2 separate regions of the Mus musculus genome follow, and region 2 is linked to region 1. The links are chromatin contacts, called in public promoter capture Hi-C maps. All regions are on one chromosome and are shown on one strand. The core of a region is the stretch at or near the end of the contact, and the rest is flanking DNA. Distances in the headings are between cores, read along the strand shown.

Region 1 (5,773 bases), core at 1,275-3,774:
GTATAAATTTCATTTCAGATATTACATTCCTAGGGGGTGAAACACTGCTTATAAATTCCATTTAGTTATTTTTTTTGTAAAATCACATTTCTTGCCCCATTGTGTTCATATATATCTTTAAGCCCTTAAACATATTTAGAGCAGCTGTCTCCAGACCGCGCCTGCGGATTCGGCTCCCCGTCATTCACTGTGTTTCTGCTTTTCTCCTTCTTTGAGTCATGATGGGAGTAAGAATGGGCATAAACTTCTCGTCCGAAAATGCAAGCCACGGACCCAGGAACTGTGCTTGCAAGTACTGAAAGAAAATAAAAGTCGGCCCAGAACTAAACCCAGAAAAAAGAAACCCTGGAAAGGAGAGAAACCGGAGGCCTCAGCACAGCTGCTGGGAACCAAAGCACAACCACTGGGCAAGGTCACTAGGAAGTTTCATCCTAATTTAAACAATCCGGAATTCCAATTCTAGATTTTTACTCTTGACAAAGCATCTCCACCGGTCCTCTGGTAACAATAGACGCTTATTCTATACAGGCAGAGCAGACTGCTGATAACAGTGTTTTCATTACTACACAGCCCATTTTCCCTGTGCAGTGAGCTCAGTGAACTTTTCTTTCTTAAAATAAAAGCGCTACTTCTCTGCTCTCATGTAATTCTGTAACTGCAAGTTCATGCCTGGATGGCCTGTGATTCCGAGGTTTATTTCTTTCTGAGAGTTAAGAGTTATTGTATAACTTGCTTGTGCAGATGCTGGACTGTGACTTCATGTGTGCATAGTGCTTTCTGCTGAAATAGTTATGTGGGGTTTTTCAGGAAAAATAATGAGTCTGAGGAAAATAATAAAAAGGCTTTTGATTATGTATCATTGTATAACAAGGAAGTGTGTAACCAATAAAGACTGCAGTGAACGAGAGAGAGAGAGAGAGAGAGAGAGAGAGAGAGAGAACCAAAAGCTGTCTCCGAGCTCAGCTTCAGAACAACAGTGAGTCACTTGTCAGCTTGCACCTGCAAAAAAAGAAAAAAGTGCTAAACAACAAAAATGTCCACCAACAGCATCAGCAAATAAAGGAAGAAAAAAAAAAAAACTATGCTATGTCTGTTGTTGATACCACTCCAAAATAAAAAAGAAATTAATGGTATTTGTAACGGAATGGAGGGACCACATACATATCAGACACAAGCAAGTATACATTATGTGACTTCGTTAATATTAGATTCCACAACAGGCAAAACTAATGTGTGTTTAGAGGAAGCAGATGAGTGCTTAGCTGGGGCTGGGGACAAGAAGTTGAACAGAGCAGAGGGGTGCTTATTACACGTAACAGTTTTTTTGTTTGTAGTGATGAGCGATCGGGTGTATACTGTCAAAATCCACGGAGCTGTGTAGTCAGAATGAGCGCACACTGTTGCATATGAATTATTACTCCAAATACCCTGAGACCTCATTTCTAGAGAAAAATCTAGCCCTAGCAGCCTTCCTGCCTTAATTTTCCTCCTGGCTGACCTAGTATAATGCTGCATCTAGTGGATGTTATGTGCAAAAACTGAAAAATTAACAGATAATTCCATGTTGATTCATGTCTCTGAGCTTCCAGGAAAACCCCTCCCTCCTCAAATGTTAATTCTTCCAAGAAGCATTCCGGAGATCCCCAGACTGGTGACTCCTACAACACTCTGATCACAGCTCTGTCTTACTCCCACCTTTCAAAATTAATTATTAAGTCTTTGATCCACTGCTTATAAGCTACAAGAAGCCAACAAATCCATCCTGGTAGTTTTTATTATATCATCTCCTAGTCCAGTATTTACTAATTGCATGTGCTTCCTAACTGTCAAAAAGAATGGTTGCTTCAGAAGGTTCTGGAAGCGGGAACCTCAGAGGTTCTATTTGGTTTCTGTTCCTGTCAGAGAGGTCCAAAGAGCCATGAGATCTCATTTCCAGAGAAAAATCCCTGCATGTGCAGCCTTCCTGCCTTAACTTACCCCCGCCAGAACTAAGCAACAGACACACGCCTTGTTCTCTAGGGTCTCATAACTGTTCACGGACATCCTACAGAGCAAATTGTTGAGCATCAAAAAGGCAGGTGTGTCTCCTCCCTAGAAGGTCTTAAAAATGGGCCCTGCCTCTGAGGTGCCTAGATACAGGAAAACGTGACTGTGACCTTTTAGAGCTGGGTGCCTGTACTTCTCTATGTCTTTGGCAGCTTCCTTTATTCTTCATCTTTCTCTGGCGGCTTCCTTTTTGTCTTAGTTCTATAGCACTTTCCCAGCGCTTCTGCTTGGGTTGGCTCTTCCTTCTTCCCTGGTAGGACTGATCTCCATCCTGGATTTTCATAGAGTATTTTGCTCGACCCAGCCTCTTCCCCTCTGCTCCCCATCCCCACCCGCCTCTCCTACGCCCCCGCGGGAAGCAGGGTTCCTCACGAAGCCCAGAGGTGGGAGGTGGGCCCTGGCGCCGGTCCGCCCCTCAGTGCGTGTGCGAATGCCTGTGTGGCGGTGACGCGCAGGCGACGGCGGGAAGGGGAGGGAGAGAGAGGGAGGGAGGCCACCGACCGCCAGAGCTGCTGGGCTGCTGGGCTCCTGCGCGCTCACGCTCCCCGCCGCCCGCCTAGGCGCAGGCAGGGCGCAGGCGGCGGCGGGCGGCATGGAGAGCCTGCTGGAGAACCCGGTGCGCGCCGTGCTCTACCTCAAGGAGCTCACGGCCATCGTGCAGAACCAGCAAAGCCTCATCCATACCCAGCGCCAGCGCATCGATGAGCTGGAGCGGCGTCTAGACGAGCTGAGCGCGGAGAACCGCAGCCTGTGGGAACACCAGCAGTTGCTGCAAGCCCAGCCTCCGCCTGGGCTGGTTCCCCCGCCGCCGTCTGCCCCACTGCCTGCTCCTGCAGTCACTGCTCCGGCCGCCGCTGCGGCCCAGGAACCGCTTCAGGACCACGGACAGCTCATACCCGCTTCACCGGAGCCGCCGCTTCAGCACCACGGTCAGCTCCTGGCGCAGCCCCAACCTGCACCCAGCAGCAGGGTTCAGACTCCTCAGTCGCCCCACCAGCACCCGGTGGCACCCGGGGCCATAGCTGACAAGGAGAAGGAGCGTCCCTCGAGTTGTTGTGCTGCCGCGGGAGCCCTGCTTCAACACGCATCCCCCGCCGCCCTCGGCAAGGGCGTCCTGAGCAGGAGACCCGAGTGAGTGGGGACAAGGAGGTGGGAGAAGCAAGTGGGTGTGAGGAAATGGGAAATCTGTGTGTAAGAGTGAAGGACTTGAGCACTGTGAAGTGAAGCGGGCAAAAATGCCTTGGGTAAAAAAATGTGTCAAGGAGAGTCCCGCAAAGGAGGGCTTGAGATCCGCGTTGGAAGGTCTGTGGTGGTTGGAGCCAAAGGAAGTATTTGGACCATCTTTGGAGCAAAAAATGAGAGGAATGGGCTTTAACTGGTTGGGGATAATGATAACTTCCAGAAATTAAGGGAGATAAAATTGGGAGGAAGTTGGGGGCAAAAAAATTAAGCCAAAGCAGGGGACCATTGAAGGATTTAAGCTAGGAAAAATTCGGAAGTGAGTTTGCATAGTACAACTGTTTAAATAAAGAGTGAGACACCAAAACAGACTTGATCAGGAAGTTTAAGCGCTTTATAGGGGCTGGGGTCCAGCAGCAAGGATTAGAGTGGGTAGGATAAAGCAAAGGACAGGAGGTGGGGGGGGAACGGGAACAGGCAGGGGAGCTGGATACAGGAAGATGAATGGTGGGAGACAGCGCTGCCCAGGGGAAGGAGCTGGCTCTTTATCTGATGCAGTGGGAGTCAGAGCCAGGAGTGGCTCACTTGGGAAAGCTTTCTCCCTTCTGACCCAAGTGAACATCTTTATGCTGAGCCTCTATAGTGCCAAGGCATACGCAGAAACAACCCTCCAGACTCCTGGATGTCTCTGTTTCAGCTTGAGGACTCACCTGGCTGGAGCTCTCCACTGACTCAGAAGCTTATCTGGGTTCAAATCATGGGAAGAGAACAATGAGATCAGAGACAGCTGGAAAGCAGTTTCTTGAATGTAATGCCTCTATAAATCTCTGTGGTGGCCTCTTATGGCAAGCCTTGTTTCCCTTTGGTTATTAGGAAACCTCATCTTGGATTCCAGGAGAAATATTAATTGTCCCCACGCAGAGTCTAGGGCCTCAAGATTTCTTTTCACTTGTGAGGTCCATGGTATAGGAATGTGGGAGGATGAGATAAAGGGGGCTGGAACGTTTTCTCCTCTGTATTGAAAGAGCCTGGCGATGCTGTCAGTATTGCTTCTTTTTAGACAGGCGAGAGAAGAACAGCCCCGTGGCAATCAGTACCTGGTTAGCAGTGGCCTTCATGGTGTGATGCTACAGGAGAGGGAGGGGCAAGTGAGGAGAGCCGCCGAGTGCCTCATCTCTATTTGCATGTGCTTTATGTCTGGAAGACACTTGTGAAGACTGGCTGCATCACTTAAAAGCTCACCTCTTCTCTGCCCCCTACCTCACTTTCCTCTCCCATCAAAGTGGAGTTTAAAAGGTGAAGTAGGCATGCTTGATCACAGGGTAGGTTTGGACAGAAGCACAGAAGCTCAGGGATGACCTGGCTTGATAGACCTGAAGCATCTGATTCAAGACCCAAAAAAATCCTCCGTGGCCTATTTGTCTTTCAGTTTTATGGCTGTCTTTTTTTTCCCCCCTTGGTCTGAAAACCAGAGAGTTGGGTTTTCCTCAATGTCCACAACTCAGCTAAAGGCAACATTCTTCCACGATATTATATAGCCTTTTCCCCCAACAGAGGGAACAATTCCACCCCACTACCATGGGGGCAGCCATAGAGGCCTGACACTTAGAATTCTTCACTTGAATTCTCTCCTCATTATATCTGGTATCCTCTTTCTCTCCTATTACAGCCTCAGTGTCTTTGCAACTTGTTGGGAAGCTGTGATTGATAAGAATTGATGACTGATCTTGTTCTTGGAGAAAGACTTCTCTGTGGCCCCCAAAGGGTCCCAGAGAGCCCATGCCTTCTATACAGATGTTCCTGCTAGGAGTCCAGAGGTTGAGGAATCACCTGGATTCCTCTCGGGCCTCACATGTCAATACCATGTGACATCCTTGAACTCTGTCTTCCCTACCCTGTTTCTGCTTCCCATGGACCAAAAATAAGAACCAACCAGCATGGTGGAAGGCAATGGAAGATGCTGTGAACATGTTACTAGGCACTAAGGGGTTTATCGTAACATTAGCTTCTCTGGAGTCTCCAGCCTTTTTCAGGCCTAGATACCCAGAAACATCAAGAGTGAGCACATAGTTACCTTACTTCCCTTCAACTTTCTTCCCTTCTTTGTGAAGTAAAGCACACCTCGGATGGCTGGAGGTCCCTGGAATGATATTTCTCTCCCATGTTTTTGCCTGACTTCAAGCAACATCTCCCCCATAGAACTCAGGAGTGAATCACTGTGGCTCATTAATTTAGCTCACTCTGTCCTCTACCCATGGCCTCATGGATGTTTATCCTTTGGGAATTCCTTAGCCCATGGGGCAAGGATAGATGGATCCAGCAGGTAGAGAGAGACCTCCATGTATAGGGTGAAGGAAGGGACCAGGACCAGCAGCCAGTGCCCCTGAGCCCCACCTGGACCAGTGCCCCTGAGCCCCACCTGGTCCTATCCCATGCTTCTGCTAAGTCAGTTCCCTATTGTGCAGAGAGGGAAGAGATGGAACAGGAAGGTCTTCAGATCACAAGTTTCCTGCAAAGCTTTGCTTATTCCTCTCTGTCCTCATTACAA
Region 2 (5,773 bases), core at 1,330-3,829, 2.9 Mb before region 1:
GGCCAGCAAAGCACGACGGAGCCTGTGCCCTGTTTTCGTACAGTCTAAAAGCTGGGCATGTGGGGTCCCCCCCCTTAAAGCAATTGAAATAAAGTTATAAGAATGGTTTATCGTGGAAGTTAAATGAAGCAGTATCTTCATTGCTCACAAGAACTTTGACTGGAATACCGCCATGCTTGTTCTATGGCCCTATTGTGAAATGACAGAGAAGCAGGGACAGACAGTGTAGATCCAAACGTGTTCATTGATTGGCTCTTTACAAAGCTTGATGCTAATGGCCTAGATGCAAGTCCCAGCTTTTAAAACCCATATCACAGTCCCAGGCAAGATCCAACAGTTTTTGTCTCGGTTCCCTCGCCTGTTAAACAGGGATGCCTTGACATTAATAGTTATGAAGTGGATCATATAAGTCAGTATTTGAAAAATGTTTAAATCAAGCCTGTGGTGATGTAACTTGGGTCTGAAAATTAGAGGATTTCAGCCTATTCCTCTTGAATTGGCTAAATATTAAGGAATGTTTACCTTTATTTTATAACTTCTTATTTTATGGGTAAAATATGATTTTAACTTTGAACTTAGATGAAGAAGATATGGTTTCATATTTAAAACTTTAATGAGCTAATTATAAATATTAAGCACCCACATAACTTAATTTAGCCTTTCCCCTGGGACTGTGGGCCAGGCATTGTGAAGAAGTCTTTGGCTTATATCAAAGGTCTTTAAGGTCTACAAGGAAGACTTCTCCAAGTCTGGGATGCAGGGCTGTAGGTGTCTGGTGCTTGCACTGTTTAAATTTGTGTGCGGTATACGATGTATGTGTGGTGTGTGTGTGTACACAACTCTCAGGGGAAATAACTTTTCTGCTACTTTGTGGGCCCAAGGGATTAAATTCAGGCCCTTAGGCCTGTGTATAAACACCTCTACCACTGAGCCACGCTGCCAACTGCTTGCATCGATTCTGACTTCCTAGCTATTTGATTTTTGTGCAAGTCTTATTTGTAAAAGGAGGTTAGTAATAGCTTTCTCATAGGAGTATTATGAAGATTATGATTAAAAGTGCTAATGCTCACCAAGTGCTTAAGGCAACACCTGGGGGTTAACATGCATTTCATAAGCATCGGTTATTATCTCAATTATTCTCCCAAGATCTTGGCATGGTAAATTCCTGCTAATCAGTTACTAACCTCCTAGCAGAGTAGGAGGTTATGTGTGTGATGCGTTTTGAATGCTTCTGGGAGATGCTCTCCCATTTCCCCATGACCAGAAATTCAAACCATCATATGCTTTCCTTAAACACTGCTTTCTCCAGAGATTCTCCTGTTTTAACATATTCATCTTCCAAGATGGCATCCTTTCCTCCTTGGTGTGGTTTAGTTTATTCGTTGCTAGGTGTTTTTTTCTTTACAATGGCAGCCTGGAAACAGTGGACAGGGATGAAATTTGTGGTCAAGGAGAATGGGTGTATGTGTGTGTGTTAGGGCCTCTGAAAGATACTGACAGTGTACTAAAGACAGAAACATTGCACAATATTCTGCCTTGTTCAACCACTGCAGTTATAAGGGCAATTTCTATTTTCCCAGGGACGAATTTACACTGCCTGTGTTCCCTGAGGAAGGCTACCTTTGAAATCATCAGGGCAGCAAAGAACCAAGCCTGCCCCAGGGCGCCACCTACAGACTACCTGCTTCTCCCGCACCCCGGGTTGGGACGTACGTCAGGCCTTTCTAGAACCAGTTTCCTCCTAGCCCACCTACCAGCACTCTGAACCCCTCCCCTTCTCAGGACGTCAAGGAGTCCGTCGGTCTTGGACCTAGGTGAGCTATCAAGGTTTGCTTTCCAGTGTGACCTTGAGGTCTGGCACCCGAGCCATTTCTCTGGCAGATGGTGGAGCCTGAGGCTTAGGTTCATATTCCCTGATCAAAGGTATTCCTTGCCACGTTTCCCCAACTTGGAGCTGCAGGGAATCAGGCCATCGTGACCTTGACCAGTAGGAAAGAGGAGAGAGGAGTGACTCACAGCACTCTCCCCATCCATTACAGGATTGAGGTCTCAAAATGCGTTGGACCCTATTTTAGTCACCAGAATTTGTCATCATCCGGAGCTATTTTCTTCATTACGCAGAGATGGTAGAGGCAGGCCCCTGTCTCCTTGGAGGCTGTGACGCTGTCCTGAAGGAGCGTCTGTTGGAAGGGGGGTCAGGCCTAGGAGGCCGAAGCAGGTCATAGATTTGACCTCCGAAATCTCCCGGGCTCAGTTTGGGCGATTTAGAGGTGCAGGAGAACCAGGAAAGAGAGCTGAACCGTGGAACCTGAAACCTTGGTTTTTCTCCAAAGCCAGAGAGGCCTCTTCTAGCTCCAGTCCTCTGAGTTTTCCACTAATAAATCCTGGCGTTCTAGGGACTACTGCAGGTTTCCCCAATCCAACTGTCCAGGACTGTCTCCTTTAAGGATCTCGGCTCCGCCCATCACGCTGCGCAAGCTTGAGGCCCCGCCCCTTTACCCGTTTCCGTTGAGCTGGGCCGCAGCGCCGCCGTCCCGGCCCCTTTAAGGCCGAGTCCCGCCCCCTTGCTCCCGCCCCCTCCCTTCCCCCAGCCCACTCCGGGTGCCTCGGCCGGTCGGACGGTGCGGCCCGCGACGGCGAGCATTGGAGCCTGGGGGCGCGGGGTCGAGGCCCGTAAGTCCCCGCCGCTGCGGTGGCCTCGTGGGACGGGGTCGAGGCTGGGGCGACGGGGCTGGGGGCGCGGGGCGCTGGGCGGGGACGGGCGCGGCCGGGGAGGGGGCTCAGGTGACACGAGCTGGGATCGGGACCCGCAGCTGGCGCCTGACCGGGGGTGTGGGTCCCGGTGTACGGTGGAAGGCGTCCCCGCTGTCCCTCGTCAGGTTAGAGTTCGGGTCTAGCCGTGTTTATGATGCGCTCCCCGTGCTCCCCAGGGGTCCAGGCCCTTTTGTAGAGCTGCTGTTGGCGGGTGGTGTCTGAGCTGCCGTCCGCTGGAGGGGAAGCCCGAGCCGAAAGCAGCGTTTCGAGTGGGAAGGCAGGACACAGCCTCCTCTTGGACTCCAGACACACCTCGGGGGGTGGCCCCGGGGGCCTGGCCCTTGTGGAGCCGTCGTGGGCCCATCTGCTCTAGATAGGGCCTGAGGCGTGCGTTGGGAAAGTCTGGCTTCCCGACCACAGTTCTAATCTTCTGTCCATCAGGGAAGCTGCTGGTCACCATGGCAATGCGGGAGCTGGTGGAGGGCGAATGTGGGGGTGCCAACCCGCTGATGAAGCTGGCCACCCATTTCACCCAGGACAAGGCCCTTCGGCAGGAGGGACTGAGGCCTGGCCCCTGGCCTCCGGGAGCCTCAGCAGCAGAGACCGTGAGTGTTCTAGGAGAGCCTATTTCTTCCACCTGACAGCTGCTTTCTCTGTGTTAAAGTAATAGCAGTCACCATTCAGTAACACTGGAGTGAGCCTTGTGCGGCTTTACACAGACAAGGACTACTATTTTATAGACAAAGAAGCTGAGGCTTTGTGAAGGCTCTTGACTTGCCTCAGGCCACCTAAGCAGTAGAGTTAGAGTTGGGTTGTAGCCTGCTATTGTCTCTTTCCTTCTTATCTTAGGTTTCCAAGCCTTTGGGAGTAGGAACTGAAGACGAGGTAAACAGAGCAAGTTTCTTTTCTGTCTTTTTTTTTTTTTGGGGGGGGGGGTTGTGGTGATTTTTTTTTTTTTTTAAATCAGTCCACTCATACTTCAGTCTTTGAACTCTCTTTACCAAATGAGATTGCCTGCCAATGTTTTCGTCTACTTTTTGGGGTATTTTTCTGGTTTCCAAATTTACAGATAGATTTTTTTTTTTCTTTATTTATCTCCAGTTTTCGTTTCTCTGTCCAACATCAGTGGGCCCTGCCTCTGGCTGAGGCCCTCTGATCCTAATGTTCATCCGACCATCTCTCTGTAATAGTTGGTGTCAGAATTCCTGCAGGACCAGAATGCAACTCTTGTATCCCGAGCCCCTCAGACCTTCAAGATGGATGACCTCCTGGCAGAGATGCAGGAGATTGAACAGTCAAACTTTCGCCAGGCTCCTCAGAGAGGTGGGTTCAGGGCCTGGTAAGACGGGAAGAGGCCAGAGGGCTTCCATCCTTGGGTTTTGCTGGCATCGGGGGACTGAGATGCTGAGGAGAAAAAGGAGGTGTTGCCCATGAGTGAGTGTGAAGGAACCTGTTTTCTTTTTTTCTTAGTCTTCTCTTGTCTCTTTTAAGCCCCTGGTGTGGCAGATTTGGCCTTGTCTGAGAATTGGGCCCAGGAGTTTCTTGCAGCTGGAGATGCTGTGGATGTAGCTCAAGATTATAATGAGACCGACTGGTCCCAAGAATTCATCGCCGAAGTTACAGGTGAGGCTTGTGGGGACATCTGTAGTAGTTGTTAGGGAGCATTTACATGTCCTGTGTTGCTGGGCGTCCTGATTCCTCTTGGGATGGAAGGTGATTTTCGCTACTAATGACTTTTCTAGTTTCTTGATTCATTTCTGTAGGATGTTAAATGTGACTTCTTATAACAATTGTAGGTAATCAAAACATAATAAAGAGAAAAGTGGGTTTGGTTGGAAAAAAAAGAGAGGGGGTGGAGAGGGAGAGAGAGAATATGAATGAGAGATTAGATCTGCCTCTTTATCAGTAACTTGACTGCTTAAGTCTAGTGGAGAGGAGCTAGAGATTGGATGGGTAGCCCAGGAAGAGAGCAGTATTCATCTCGGCACCTAGGACTCTGGCAATTCAACCATCTTGAGTAGGACTGGGGTCTGAGAAAATTGATTGTGGAGTTCAGAACCCTGAAGTCTGGCTAGGCTGCCTGTATATATATTGGCTTTTCATTTGTAGATTGAACAAACTGTGGATAGAAAATGGAAAATGTATGTCTGCACTAAACGTATACATGCTCTTTGAGTTTTTAGACAGGATCTCTGTAGTCCAGACTGTCCTCCAAATTCCAGTGTAACTGAGATCTTCCTGCCCTCGCCTCCTGAATGTTGGGACTACAAGTATGAACCACTATGCCTGGCCATGTGTGTGTGTGTGTGTGTGTGTGTGTGTGTGTGTGTGTGTATTCACTATTTCCTAATTGATATAATTGCTATATATGTAACATTTACATTATATAGGGTATTATAAGTCATCTAGAGATGTCAGAATAATGGGAGGATTTTTGTGGGTTATATGTAAATATATCATTTCACGTAAGAGACTTCAGTCTTCAGAACTTTGTATCTGTATGGGTTTTAGAAACTAATTTCTTTATGGATGGTCTTTGAGGGTAAAGATCATCTGTAACAATAGAAATAATATCAGCTTCTCTGTGTTAAGTGCATTGAATGTGTTGTTTACTTATCTCTGCAAGATCCCAAGTTCTAGCTGTTGTTTTTAGGACCATTTTCTAGATAAGAATACTGAGTTTATGACTTGCTTAAGATAAAGCAGCATTGTGAGTGACTTGGTTTTTGGTTTTAATGTTTTTTCTTTTTAAAGATTTATTTATTTTATTTCTGAGTACACTGTTGCTCTCTTCAGACACACCAGTAGAGGGCATCAGATCCCATTACAGGTGGTTGTGAGCCACTGTGTGGTTGCTGGGAATTGAACTCAGGACCTCTGGAAGAGCAGTCAGTGCTCTTAACCACTAAGTGATCTCTCCAGCCCAATTTTTTTTTTTCTGGTTTTTCGAGACAGGGTTCTTCTGTATAGCCCTGGCTGTAGACCAGGCTGGCCTCGAGCTCAGAAATCTGCCTGCCTC

Evidence for each region. Promoter capture Hi-C pulls out the DNA fragments that hold promoters and counts their contacts.
Region 2: a contact with region 1 is called in a promoter capture Hi-C map of second pharyngeal arch cranial neural crest. The contact joins the promoter of Pex5 here to the promoter of Iqsec3 in region 1. A contact is called at or near these places in 1 of 39 promoter capture datasets (second pharyngeal arch cranial neural crest) and 1 of 115 datasets of contacts at active chromatin or transcription factors (astrocytes).

Annotation. Positions count from the first base shown.
Region 1 is chr6:121,470,429-121,476,201 of GRCm38.p6, reverse strand. Iqsec3 (IQ motif and Sec7 domain 3) reads left to right here and starts at 2,524. Exons shown (of 14, transcript NM_001033354.3): 1 at 2,524-3,177. The coding sequence starts at 2,639.
Region 2 is chr6:124,411,873-124,417,645 of GRCm38.p6, reverse strand. It overlaps Pex5 (peroxisomal biogenesis factor 5), which reads left to right and starts at 2,579. Exons shown (of 16, transcript NM_001277805.1): 1 at 2,579-2,673; 2 at 3,196-3,359; 3 at 3,604-3,639; 4 at 3,945-4,077; 5 at 4,246-4,377. The coding sequence starts at 3,213. D830015G05Rik (a long non-coding RNA gene) reads right to left here and starts at 2,574. Exons shown (of 4, transcript XR_378022.4): 1 at 1,755-2,574.